Linked DNA regions of Sus scrofa: region 2 is linked to region 1. The links are chromatin contacts, called in public Hi-C maps. All regions are on one chromosome and are shown on one strand. The core of a region is the stretch at or near the end of the contact, and the rest is flanking DNA. Distances in the headings are between cores, read along the strand shown. Region 1 has its middle 19 kb from the start of EPS8L3. Region 2 holds the start of FAM102B (protein FAM102B).

The links. Hi-C and Micro-C count contacts between places; a contact is called where the count stands out from the background.
Region 2: a Hi-C map of retroperitoneal adipose tissue shows a contact between it and region 1, with 7 times the contacts expected there. A contact is called at or near these places in 4 of 47 Hi-C or Micro-C datasets (heart right ventricle, liver, omental adipose tissue and 1 more).

The regions. Positions count from the first base shown.
Region 1 is chr4:110,290,158-110,295,852 of Sscrofa11.1, reverse strand. No RefSeq gene overlaps it. Among named protein-coding and RNA genes, the nearest start is that of EPS8L3, 19 kb to the left of the region's middle.
Region 2 is chr4:111,464,706-111,470,400 of Sscrofa11.1, reverse strand. It overlaps FAM102B (protein FAM102B), which reads left to right and starts at 3,171. Exons shown (of 11, transcript XM_021090109.1): 1 at 3,171-3,393. The coding sequence starts at 3,254.

The DNA.
Region 1 (5,695 bases), core at 1,398-3,897:
CGGGGGCACAGACAACCCTGCCGAACCCAGCATCCCACCGTCCCCCACCCCCCGGCCCCGCCAGGGGCTGGGGAGAGTCAGGTTCCCCTGCCTCCTCCTGGGCGGGAGTGCTGCCCTCTGCCTGGTGAGCTGGCCGGGCTAGGAGGGGGCAGAGTCAGGGCAGGGCCAGAGGCAGGCCTACCGGGTTCTGTCCTGGAAACACGCCTGAGGCATGTGACTCACCCCAAGGTGCCCGTGTTTCCTCTTGAAAGCAGGGCCAGGCGGTAGCTCACAGACAGAGCCCGGCTTCACTCTCCGCACATCTCCTCATCTCGGGGACTCCCTCTGCCAGGGACGCCTGGGTCCCCAAGGAGTCCCTGAGAAAGCACCACCCCTTCTTCCGAGCGGTTTGCTTTGGGCTGCAGAAGATTATCCATCTGAGTAAATATACAAACCTGCCCTGACAACGAATTTGAACGCTGCTCCCGTGGACAGCGGGAAGCAGTAGGTACATGAGCTTCTGTTCCCTTTCCTGCCTGTCACCACCTGTGAGGATGTAAGCAGGTAGGGTGGGGGAGGGGTTCCCGGAGAAAAAGAACCAGGCATGGCTTCCGTGACCTAAGCGAAGCCATCTTTGACCTAAGCCATTGGGGATCTAAGCTGGGCTAATGCTTGGCTTTGAATAGGTCTCAGTAATGCACAATCTTAAGGAAAGTGAGGGGTGCAGAAACAGAGAAAAAGCAGGCAGGAAACAACAGCTCAGCGATAAAGCAGAGTCTTAGTTCCTCCTCAAGGAATACACAGTGCAATCTGATGCACGTCTTTGATTTCTGCAGGAACTAAGCCCCCCACCCCCAGGGAGAGGATGGAATGATGAGTCGACCCTCCGGACCTCAGCCACCTAAAGCCTGGACTCTGCCCTCCTTTGCCCCAATGCTCTGCCGATGTCTCCTCTGCTCAAGCCCCTTTGTGAATATGCATATACCCTTAGCTTCAAACGTCCCCAGTTTCGCCATCCTGGAGACCCTGCTTTGGGAGAGATCCTGGTGTTCTTAGTTGCAGCGGGTGATGATAAATCCTTCCTTCTCCGGCTCTGTGGCTTGTTTGTCTTTTGGGGTCTGACACCTCCCAAGAGGTGAACCCGGTGTTCAGGAAGCAGTGACCCCGGGAACGTGGCGGTGAAGAACAGGGCTTCAGAGCCTGAGCCAGACGGTCGAGGAGCAGGGCCTGCGTGGGGAGCTGGCTTGGCGGGCTGCTTCCACATGGCGGCTGGGGCCCCGATCCGTGGCTTCTGTGATGATGAAGTTACCCTGGTGGGCTGTGCTCAGCAGAGGGGGTGGGGATGTTCCCCTGGGGCCCTTCTGCCTCTCCCAGCCCCCAGGTCCCTGTGAGTCTGAATCTAGGCTGTGGTTCTTACCCGTTATGAGCGGGTTTTGAAGTCCCTTTGCTCTCAAGTCTGCAACCCGTCTCTACCACCTGCGCCAGGCCTGGGCTGTCCAACTCCATGATCAAAGTAGCAGGCTGGGTTAAAAGAGTAGACCTGGACCGGGAACGCAGGACACACCATTGTGGGGGGAAGGAAGGTGGGTATTTGGGGGTGTCAGGAGAGCCCTAGAACATGAAGGCCATGTGGGGCCTCCAGCTGCAGGTGAAAGAGGACATGCCTGAGGGTAGTTGGTGTGGGACACATGTGTGCGTGTGCATGTGTGTGACTGGTGTCAGTGATTGTGTGCGTGTGTGTCTTTGAAAATAACATTTGTCCCATTTTCTTCTTTTTCTCGAGCAGGCCTGATTGCGGCAGGGTCTGTTCTGGAACTGCCAGGGCAGCGTGCGTGTACCGGGATAGATGTGATGAAATATAGCTCTTGATAAGGCCGCAACAGGGGCCTCTCCATTTCTTTGGTGTTGTTTTGGGGATTTATTTTTTCCTTTTGCAGCAGCGCCTGCAGCCTATGGAATTTCCCGGGCTAGGGGTCGAACTGGAGCTGCAGCTGCCAGTCTACACCACAGTCACAGCCAGAAGGATCCAAGCCGCATCTTCGACCTACACCACAGCTCACGGCAACACCAGATCCTTAATCCACTGGGCGAGGCCAGGGATTGAACCCACATCTCTATAGAGACAACATCAGGTCCTTAACTCACTGTGCCACAACGGAAACTCCTTGTTTCAGGGATTTTTTTAAAGCCCCCGCCACCCAGGATATCAAGGGCTTCTATTTAATTCATTCCCTCAAGAAGTGCACTGAGCAGGCACAGGAGACGGGACTCTAAGTCAGAGACTAGCCCTGAGGGTCCCAGAGATAGAGGGAGAATAAGACGTGATTCCCACGGCCCCCGAGCCACCACTGGCCATGCAGCGCAGAGAGCAGGAATGGGTGCTGGACAGCCTGGGTACTCAGGCTGTGGGGACACAGGGTGGCCGCTTGCTCTGCCTGGTATGGGCAGCAGGAGGCGCCACCACCAGGGTGGCTTGAGCCTACAAAGACTGGATGGGCATCAGCAAGGTCCCCATGGTGGGGACTGGCACCTTGGCCTGAGGTCCCACTTGTGCCAGAGACATGAGAGGGCTTGGGCTGTGGGAGAACTAGAGGGAGTGTGGTGCAGCCAGACCTTGGGGACAGGGCAGTGGGGACAGACAGATGCCAATGCTCATCTCGAGGGTCACTTCCCCGAGCCCTCTTGGGCCTGGCGGAGGGGTCTGGGCTTTCACCTGTGGCAGGGGTCACAGCCTCAGCTGTCGCAGGGCCTTGGTGGGAGGAGAGGGCATAAAGATGCCGGTGAAGAGGCTGCTCTGCAGAGGGCGGCCCTTCTCCCCGATGTGGGCCGGCAGATCCAGTCGACGTGTCCCCAGCCAGGTCTTCAGAGAAGCTGGAACCCAGATTTTTATGTGGACACTTTTATTATTAGATGTTCATTAAGTAATTCAGATTTAACACAGAACAAAACAGAAACACAAGCACAAGCCAAATAGGAAAGATCTGCGATTCCCACTTGGCTCGGGGCTGCTAGGGAGCCGTGGGAGTGGAGGACCCCGCAGGGTCCGAGTGGGAGGGACCGCTCGGAGCCTGCTTCCTGGGGAGCATCTTGGAGACGCGGTCAGGAGGGCAGGGTGCAGAGGCCGAGAGACCAGCTAAGAGGCCCAGAGAAAAGGCTCCTTCTTTATTCCCGCAGTGTTGATGGATGGCATGTCCCCTGCAGCACTGTGCTGGGGGCGCTGCTGAGGGGCCCCTCAGAAGCGGAGCTCCGGCCTAGTCACGGGTATTGCCAGCATTTGAGGTGCACGCTGCTGTCTTTGTTTTCTGGCTTCCCAAGTCTCCCTGGGCCTCAATTTCCCCACCCCGCCCCCTGAGGTCTAGACTACCTGTCCTGTTCCCTCCCAGGCACCCTTTCCTGTCCCGCTGGGCCCCAGGGCTACATTCAGCTCTCGGGCCACATCTGCCCTCGGCAGTGCCTCCATTGCAGCTTCTTCTCTGGATTGTGCCCCCACTCTGTTCATACCCCCCCATTTCCCTTCTGGAGTTTATCTCCACATCTTTGGCAACTCACAGGTCCTCTGAGAAGCCCCTTGGCTCCACAGCTGCGCCCATCACACTCCTCCGGCTGGTAGATCCCGGTGGGAGAGGGGCCTCTCTCCCAGGCCCCCTGGGGCTTTTTATCAGCAGGAAATCAGCAGACTCTCCCATATTCATGCATCCAGCTGAACACCCAGCCTGGGGTCCAGGAGTGCCAACAGGAGACCTGGTGCCTGTCCTCAGGCCACTCCCAGGACAGGAGCGGGAGGCCTGTCCACCACCAACAGAATCATCTAGTGCCTGAGAGATATTCCCCGTGAGCCACTGAGGGCTGTGGGAGGGCAGAGACCCGATTCCAAGCCCTTCACAGGCTCCTGGAAGGCTCACCACAATCCATCAAGTTCAGCTCTGATACTGTACCATTTACAGGTGAGGAGACTGAGGCCCCGAGAGGTGAGCAAGCTGTCGGTAGTAGCAGCACTTGGTTTTGACCCAGGCTGGTTGACTGCGAAGCCCACCGCCTTCATGGCACTTGGGCTTGGGGGCGGGCGGGGGACCAGCCTGAGGTGGCGGTGGTGGGCATTTCAGGGCTGGGGAGTGAGAGCTGGGGGCCCGCTGAGCACAGCCCTGGGGGCGGCCGGTGCGCTTTCTCTGGACATGGGGAGTGCTTCAGAGCAACTGACACATTATTTGGGGGAGACCCTGGCTGCTGGAGGGGGTCTGGATGTGCCCCCACCCTCCTCAGGCCCTCACCCAGCCCCTGCTCCAGTCTCTGAGTCCATGGCACATGGCTCTCCCTTCTCCTGGAAGAAGAAGGAGCACTGGATTAGGAGCCAAGGTCCAGTAACTCGCCTGTGACCTTGACCCTGGCTGTGTAAAATGGGCAAAAGCACAGACTATCCTGCGGAATTTAATAGAGATCAAAAATTGAAGATGGGGGAGTGCCCGTCGTGGCGCAGAGGAAACGAATCGGACTAGGAACTATGAGGTTGCGGGTTCGATCCCTGGCCTCGCTCAGTGGGTTAAGGATCTGGTGTTGCCATGAGCTGTGGTGTAGGTATCAGATGTGGCTCGGATCTGGTGTTGCTGTGGCTGTGATGTAGGCTGGCAGCTGCAGCTCTGATTCGACCCCTAGCCCAGGAACCTCCATACGCTGAGGGTGCGGCTTTAAAAAGCAAAAAAAAAAAAAAAAAAAAAAAGTGAAGATGGCAGAAGGAAACTGCTAGAAAAATTAAGATGGATTCATTCATTCAACAAGTGTCTAGTGAGCACATACTCTGTGCCGGGCATGCCCTGGATTTTGGGGTACAGTCCTACCTGCCCAGGCTTTATAGTCTAGAGGGGAGGCTGGTGTGAAAGAGCCACACAGATAAATACATAAGCACAAACTGAATTGTGCCCTATAAGATCATTTCATGGGGACCAAACATAGGGTCAGGGAGGCCTTCCTGAAGAAATGAGATTTAAACTGAAGAATGGGGGGAGTTCCTCTTGTGGCTCAGCGGTAATGAACCTGACTAGTATCCGTGAGGATGCAGGTTCGATCCCTGGCCTCGCTCAGTGGGTTAAGGATCCGGCATTGCTATGAGCTGTGGTGTAGATTGAAGGTATGGCTTGGATCTGGCGTGGCTGTGGTATAGGCCAGCATCTATAGCTCCAATTGGACCCCTAGTCTGGGAACTTCCATATGCCATGGGTGCGGCCCTAAAACGCAATTGAAATGAAATGAAATGCAAAAGGATGGGGATGGCAGCCTTGCACAGGGCAGGACAGGTGCCAGGAGGGAGTGCAAAGCTCTGGAGTGGAGAACAAGCCAGGGCCTTGAGACAGGGTACTGAGGTGGGGGTGGGGGCAGGGACCGATGGGCCGGATGAGGCCAGGCCTGGCAAAAGGGCACTAGCGAAGGATTTGGTTTAAATGACCTGACAACAACCAGCCTCAGCCTCATCTTCGGCCCTTTTCTCCTTGTCCTGGGTCCCTGGAGATTCTCTGCCCTCAGTGTCTATGCTGTGTGATGAGAAATTGGGCCTGGAGAGGAGGTCTGAACCCCCTGCCCCCTCCCTGGGCCAAGGGGGAGCTGATTGAAAGCAGATGCTCTGCCGTGGGGGGGCCCTGGCGGGAGCGGTGAGCCCGGCTCCCCACTGCTGACCTCAGACCTGCCCCGCTGGCATGACCAGGCCGCAGACTCTCTGTCAGCAAAG
Region 2 (5,695 bases), core at 1,922-4,421, 1.2 Mb before region 1:
AAAGAGCGGGAGAAGGAAGGATGTGTTACTTGCAGCAAGTAAGAACACCAGGGATCTCTCCCAAAGCAAAGTCTCCCTGAACAGCAAAGTTGGGGAAGTTTTAAGCTAAGGGTATATGCATATTCGCGAAGGGTTTTGAACAAGGTAGAATTCAGCATAGAATGGGGGCAGAGGTGGACAGAGTCCAGGCTTTAGTTGAAGTCAGCAGGGTCAACTCATCATTCCATCCTCCGCCTGGGGGTGGGGTGCCTTAATTCCTGCAGAAATCAAAGACGTGCAACAGATTGCACTATGTATTCCTTGAGGAGGAACTAAGACTCTGCTTTATTGCTGAACTATTGTTTCCTGCCTGCATTTTCTCTGTTCTACATCCCTCACTTCCCTTAAGATCATTCATTACTGAGACCTATTCAAAGGCAAGCACTGTAGCCAACATTTAGATCCCAAAATTGCTTAGGCCAAAAATGGCTTCTCTTATGTCAGAAAAAAAACATGCCTGGCTCTCTTTCTCCAGGGACACCCCCTACACACACTCCCTATTTGCTTACATAAGCATTTTAATCTTACTTTGCCACCATCTTTTGTGGAGGCTTCTCTTGCCAAAACCACCGATAACCTTCTAGAACGTCAATTTAAGAGCTTCTTTTCAGTCCAAATCCTCCAGGATTTCTCTGCAACAATGCAGACTCCCCTCCTCCAGTCTCCTCCCCACTCCCTCTTTCTCTCTAATTGATCTGTCTGCAGATATATTATAAGCCCCTGTATGTCTTGCTCATTAGTATCTCTGGTCCCCAGTGCAGTGCTTGGCACACAGTAGGTCTTAAGTATGAATGTTAAATGATAAAAACTCTTTTTTGGAATTCTCTTGTGGTGCAGCAGGTGGAGGATTTGGCATTCTCGCTGCAGGGGATTGCTGCTGTGGCAAGGGTTCCATTCCTGGCCCAGGAACTTCCATATGCTGCAGGTGCAGTGCAGTAAATACATACATACATACAAACAAAAAACAAAACCCTCTTTCTTGACTTCCAGAGCATTTATCTTCCTTGATCTCTTCTCTCTGTTTGTTCTAAAGTGCCTTCACAAGCTTCTCTTCCTCATCTACTCATTAGATATTCTTCAGAGTAATTCATTTTTATCCACTCCTGGGGCTTTAGCCATCAGGGAATACTCTAATTCCCAAAGGCAAGTTTTTGGTCCTTACTCTTTGCCCTGATTCTCCTTATTCTCCTGGATGTCTCAGAGTTCAAATAAAGTCTCATTATCTCCTCCGTTCCCAACCTACCCTCCTCCTGCTTCCAAGGCAGTCAACAGAATTAACATCCATCTTGCTGTCCAAGTAACAAACCCCAGAGTCCCCTGTAACCCTGTCCACTGCCTTATCCCCTTGTCCTGAGGGCGAACCAGTTTTCTCCACTACCAAACCCGAGAACCCTAAACTCCTAAACTCTGCCCCTGGGTCTTTCCCTTCATTTCTCCCACCTGGAGCACCTTCCCTCCACCAACCCCTGACTCTGTTCCAAATCCCATTCATTCTTTGAAATTCAGAACACTGATTAACTTCAATTAATTCCTTCCTCTTCTGAGTTCCAGACAACTTGCTTCTTCATTCTAAGGAAACACACATGCTAGGTTTTGTTTTTTGGTGGGTTTTTTTGTGGGGCTTTTTTTGTTTTGTTTTGGTCTTTTTAGGGCTGCTTCCATGCTAGGGGTGGACTAGGCTCTGTAGCTGCTGGCCTATGCCACAGACACAGCAACACCAGATCCCAGCCGCATCTGCGACCTCCACCACGGCTTACAGCAACGCAGGATCCTTAACCCACTGAGGAAGGCCAGGGATCAAACCTGTGTCCTCATTGATACTAGTCAGATTTGTTTCTGCTGAGTCACCCACCACAGGAACGCCTAGGTTTTGTTTTTTGATGACTGATTTAGGTATATTTTTCTCACTAGATCGTAAAATTATTGAGGTCAGACTTTTTGTGGTTTGTGTGTGTGTGTGTGTTTTAAATCAATCACCGGGTCTGGACAATAACTGACATTTTCGGTGATTAAACATATTTTTGTACGGATGAATGCATCCATCAATGAGTGAACTGGGAACGAGAATCTCTTCAGTTGCAGCCTTTCAAAGATTACTGCGAGGGAATCTTTCGGGTTATAACTCAGGCTGAAAATATGAATATTACGTAACCAAGTAGTAACATAACGTATAATGTAACAATGTGTAACGTACACATTCTTAAACATGCATCTAAGGAGACTTCTTATTTTTTTGGCTTTTCAGTTTTCCGTATGGACGGCCACATTTTAGAAGGGAAAGTATTATTTGAATGCCTTCTGTACTCTTTTATCCTGGCTGACAGGAATTAAAGTATAAACCGGAGAAAACGCCTGTAGCAGTACAGTGCCTGGGTTCTGCACACGTTCTAATCCCTTCCTCTTCCCTGCCTCCTCCTTGCTTTATATTAGAAGGCTCGTGAATTCAGAGTACCTAAAAGAAATCTGTGTTTTCGGATTTCGATCTGATGAAAACGACGTCGTGGAGATTCTGATTAACCCTATTAACCCGTGACTCTCAAACCCAAGAGGGAAAAAAAATATATCTCTGGAGGGGGAGGGGGAGAAGGGGGGAGAGGGAGAAAGGAGGCGGGGCAAAAACTGAAAGAAAGGCCGAGAGGAAGCTGTAGAAGGAAGTTCCTTTTCGGTCGGATTTGTCTTTTTTTAACCCCAGCGAGGCGTGACGCCCCAACTGCCGTCGCGGGTCCGTTTCCCGGCGAAGCGCCCGCCCGCCGCGAATTTCCTCGCCCGCCCTCCCGCTTCCGCCCGGCGGTGCACTGCTCGTCGCCGCCGCTAGGGGCGCCGCGGGCCCCGTAGCGCCAAGGCAGCGGCGGCGGCGGTTCTCCCAGCTTCACGTCTCCTCCTCCCAGACGGGCGGCGGCGGCGGCGAGTTGCACACCGAGAGGGCGCCCACCGCTCAGGCGAGCTGCAGCACGACCGCTCCCCGCGGGCGGGCGGGGTCCGCGCCGCGGCCGCCGCCGCCGCCGCCGCGCTCCGGCCCCGGCTGCCGCGAGAGGAGGCGGCGGCCCCGGCCCCGGCCGGCCCGCGGCGCCCCCCAGCCGCGCCCCCGCGCGCAGCTCGCGGCCCCGGCCATGGGGCTGGGCGGGCCCGGGGCTCGGCCGAGTTGAAGCGGCGGCGCCGGCCCGCGCGCCCCTTGGGGCCACCCCCGCACCCCGCTCGCCGGCGTCTGGCTCTCATGATGATGAAGAAGAAGAAGTTTAAGTTTAAGGTGGACTTCGGGCTCGAGGAGCTCTCCTCGGTGCCCTTCGTCAACGGGGTCCTCTTCTGCAAGATGCGGCTGCTGGACGGCGGCAGCTTCACCGCCGAGTCCCCCAGGTAACACGCCCGCCCGCCGCCCGCGATCCCCGTTCAGCTGCGCCCTCGCCTGCCCAGCAGGGGCTTGTAGGCTGGGCAGCATCTCTTTCCGTGGCTCCTAAGCTCCAGGAGGGCGGCCAGCCTCGTGAGCTCTTCTTTCTCTAGGGATCAGTCTGAGATCGGTCGGCAGTCTATCGATCTGCTAAAGTGCTTCGCAAGTGGGTTCTTCTCGGCTGGAGTTGCCACCTGCGCTCCTGATTCCAGATGGTTCCTGGTATTTGCACTTCCCTCCTAAATTCTCTAGGAATGGGAACGATGGTCAGAAGGGCGAGGATGCTTGTGGTTTCTCTTCAGACCTTTCTATATTTGTGAGATGCAGAGTGGAACTTGAGCTGCTGTTAAAACAAAAATAACCCAAACAGCTCGAGTTCCAGGAGCGCCCGCTCTCAACAGAAGCCGGTGCCTCAGCCTTTCCCCTTCTCCTTGTTGGTTACTGGAGGGCTCGGGAGCCCAGGATGCGACTAGGGTAGGCCTGATCAGGCTTGACTTGAGTCAAGTGTTCCCTGGCAGACAGCAGTCTGTGCCTCATCTCAGAGCTGCGTGTCCAGTTACGCCCTAACACTCTCTGAATAACCCTTCTCGCAGTGGCCGCCAGTGGCTCTCAGCGTGGAGGACTTAGAACCAGAAGAACCCAAGCCCGCCCCTCTTTTTGAAGTGAGCCCCTAGGCGCTCACAGGGAGGGTCGTTGGTAGGTTATAGAGTGAAGTCAGGAGGGGTGGCATTCCTTGAGTCTTTTTAGGGCCATTTGTAGGTTGACAGATCTACCCGAGGGTAAGTGTTCCTTAAGAAAAGAGTGAATTTGTAGAATTTTTTAAAATGAACTTTTAAATTCTTGCGATCAAGGAATAAGACTCAGAGCTAATGTTTATTTTGCCTCCATATTCTGCTCACGGGCTTTATTTTTACCCTAATAAGTATTCTGCTTTCCTTTTACCTGTCATTCCCTATTAATAATGTAAAGGAAGAATAATGTCCGTGGGTTGTGGAATTGGGACCAGAAAATTGTCTATGGTGGCAATATTGAAGCCTATGGAAGCCAGAGAATGTTAATATCTAGTTGGCCAAAGCAAAGGAGAGAGGAGGCAGTATTGATTCTCAGACTTAAATAACGGTCAGCTGAGCATAGTTTTTAAAATTAAAGTATGATGACAAATCTGTGGCTGTTCAGCTAATTAATTACACCAGAGTCATTTTTAACACACTGGGAAGAAAGCGGTGTTACTCAGAATGGTGCAACAAATACTTCGCTAGCTCTTAAGGTGTAGAAAGCCTAAGGCAATTCTTGAATGTTCTGTAGGTGCAAATGACAGTCTTACCCTGCAATGCCGCAGGGTTCCCACCCCCTACTTCTGGCAGTTAGACCAACTCTTCTGGGTCAGTGGTGACACCTGGTGGTCAGGGTACTTCCCTACTGCCTCCTTTCTCCCTCAGATTATTGGTCTGGCTTCTTAAAAGTCAGGTATTCTGGTGCTGCAGGCAGTGTTTTATTCAGCAAATATGTATAGGCTAAACCCTTTAAATAGATCAACCTATTTCATTCTCACAGCAAGCCTGTAAGGTAGGGATCCCCATTTTGTAGATGAATAAACTGAGATTCAGCCTAACTCACTTTCCAAGGTCCCCACGTCTGATACGTGAAATGCCAAAATTCAAAAAACAGGTCTATCGAACTTCAAGCAGACTGCTGTCAGATAAAAGCAGACTGCTGTGTTTGAATAGGGGACTTCCTAATGGTTTTACCAAGCGAGGGGCGTAACTGGATTTGGAATGTACAAGACTGGAAAGGAAAAAGCAGAGTATTCTGTATTAAACGTATCCCGTTCTCTGCCAAATAAATGTGACTTTAATCAAAGTCACGTAGGTTAAAGAGTTGTGCTCTGTGTGACCAACCAAACAACATCCCTATGGTTTGGAGGGAAGTGATTCATTATAAGGAGCCTGTGCCTTGTTAGGGAGAGTCGTTGGTATCAAGTTAAGAGGAGGAGTTTGAAATGAGGCGGATCTGAACCTAAATCTTCCCTCCACGCTGGAAAACCTGGGTGGGTTACTTAGCCTCTCAAGTCTTCCATATGTAAAACAGAAACCATCGCTGGCTTATGGGGGTGTTGTGGAGATTTAGTAGAATGATGTCTCTAAAAACAGCTACCACAGTGCTCTGGCACCTAGCTGACATTTAAAGAGGAGACAGGGAGTTCATCTGAGAGTTAGTTTACTTTACATGTTATACTTAATTCTTTTCTCCTGAAAACTATGGAAATATTGA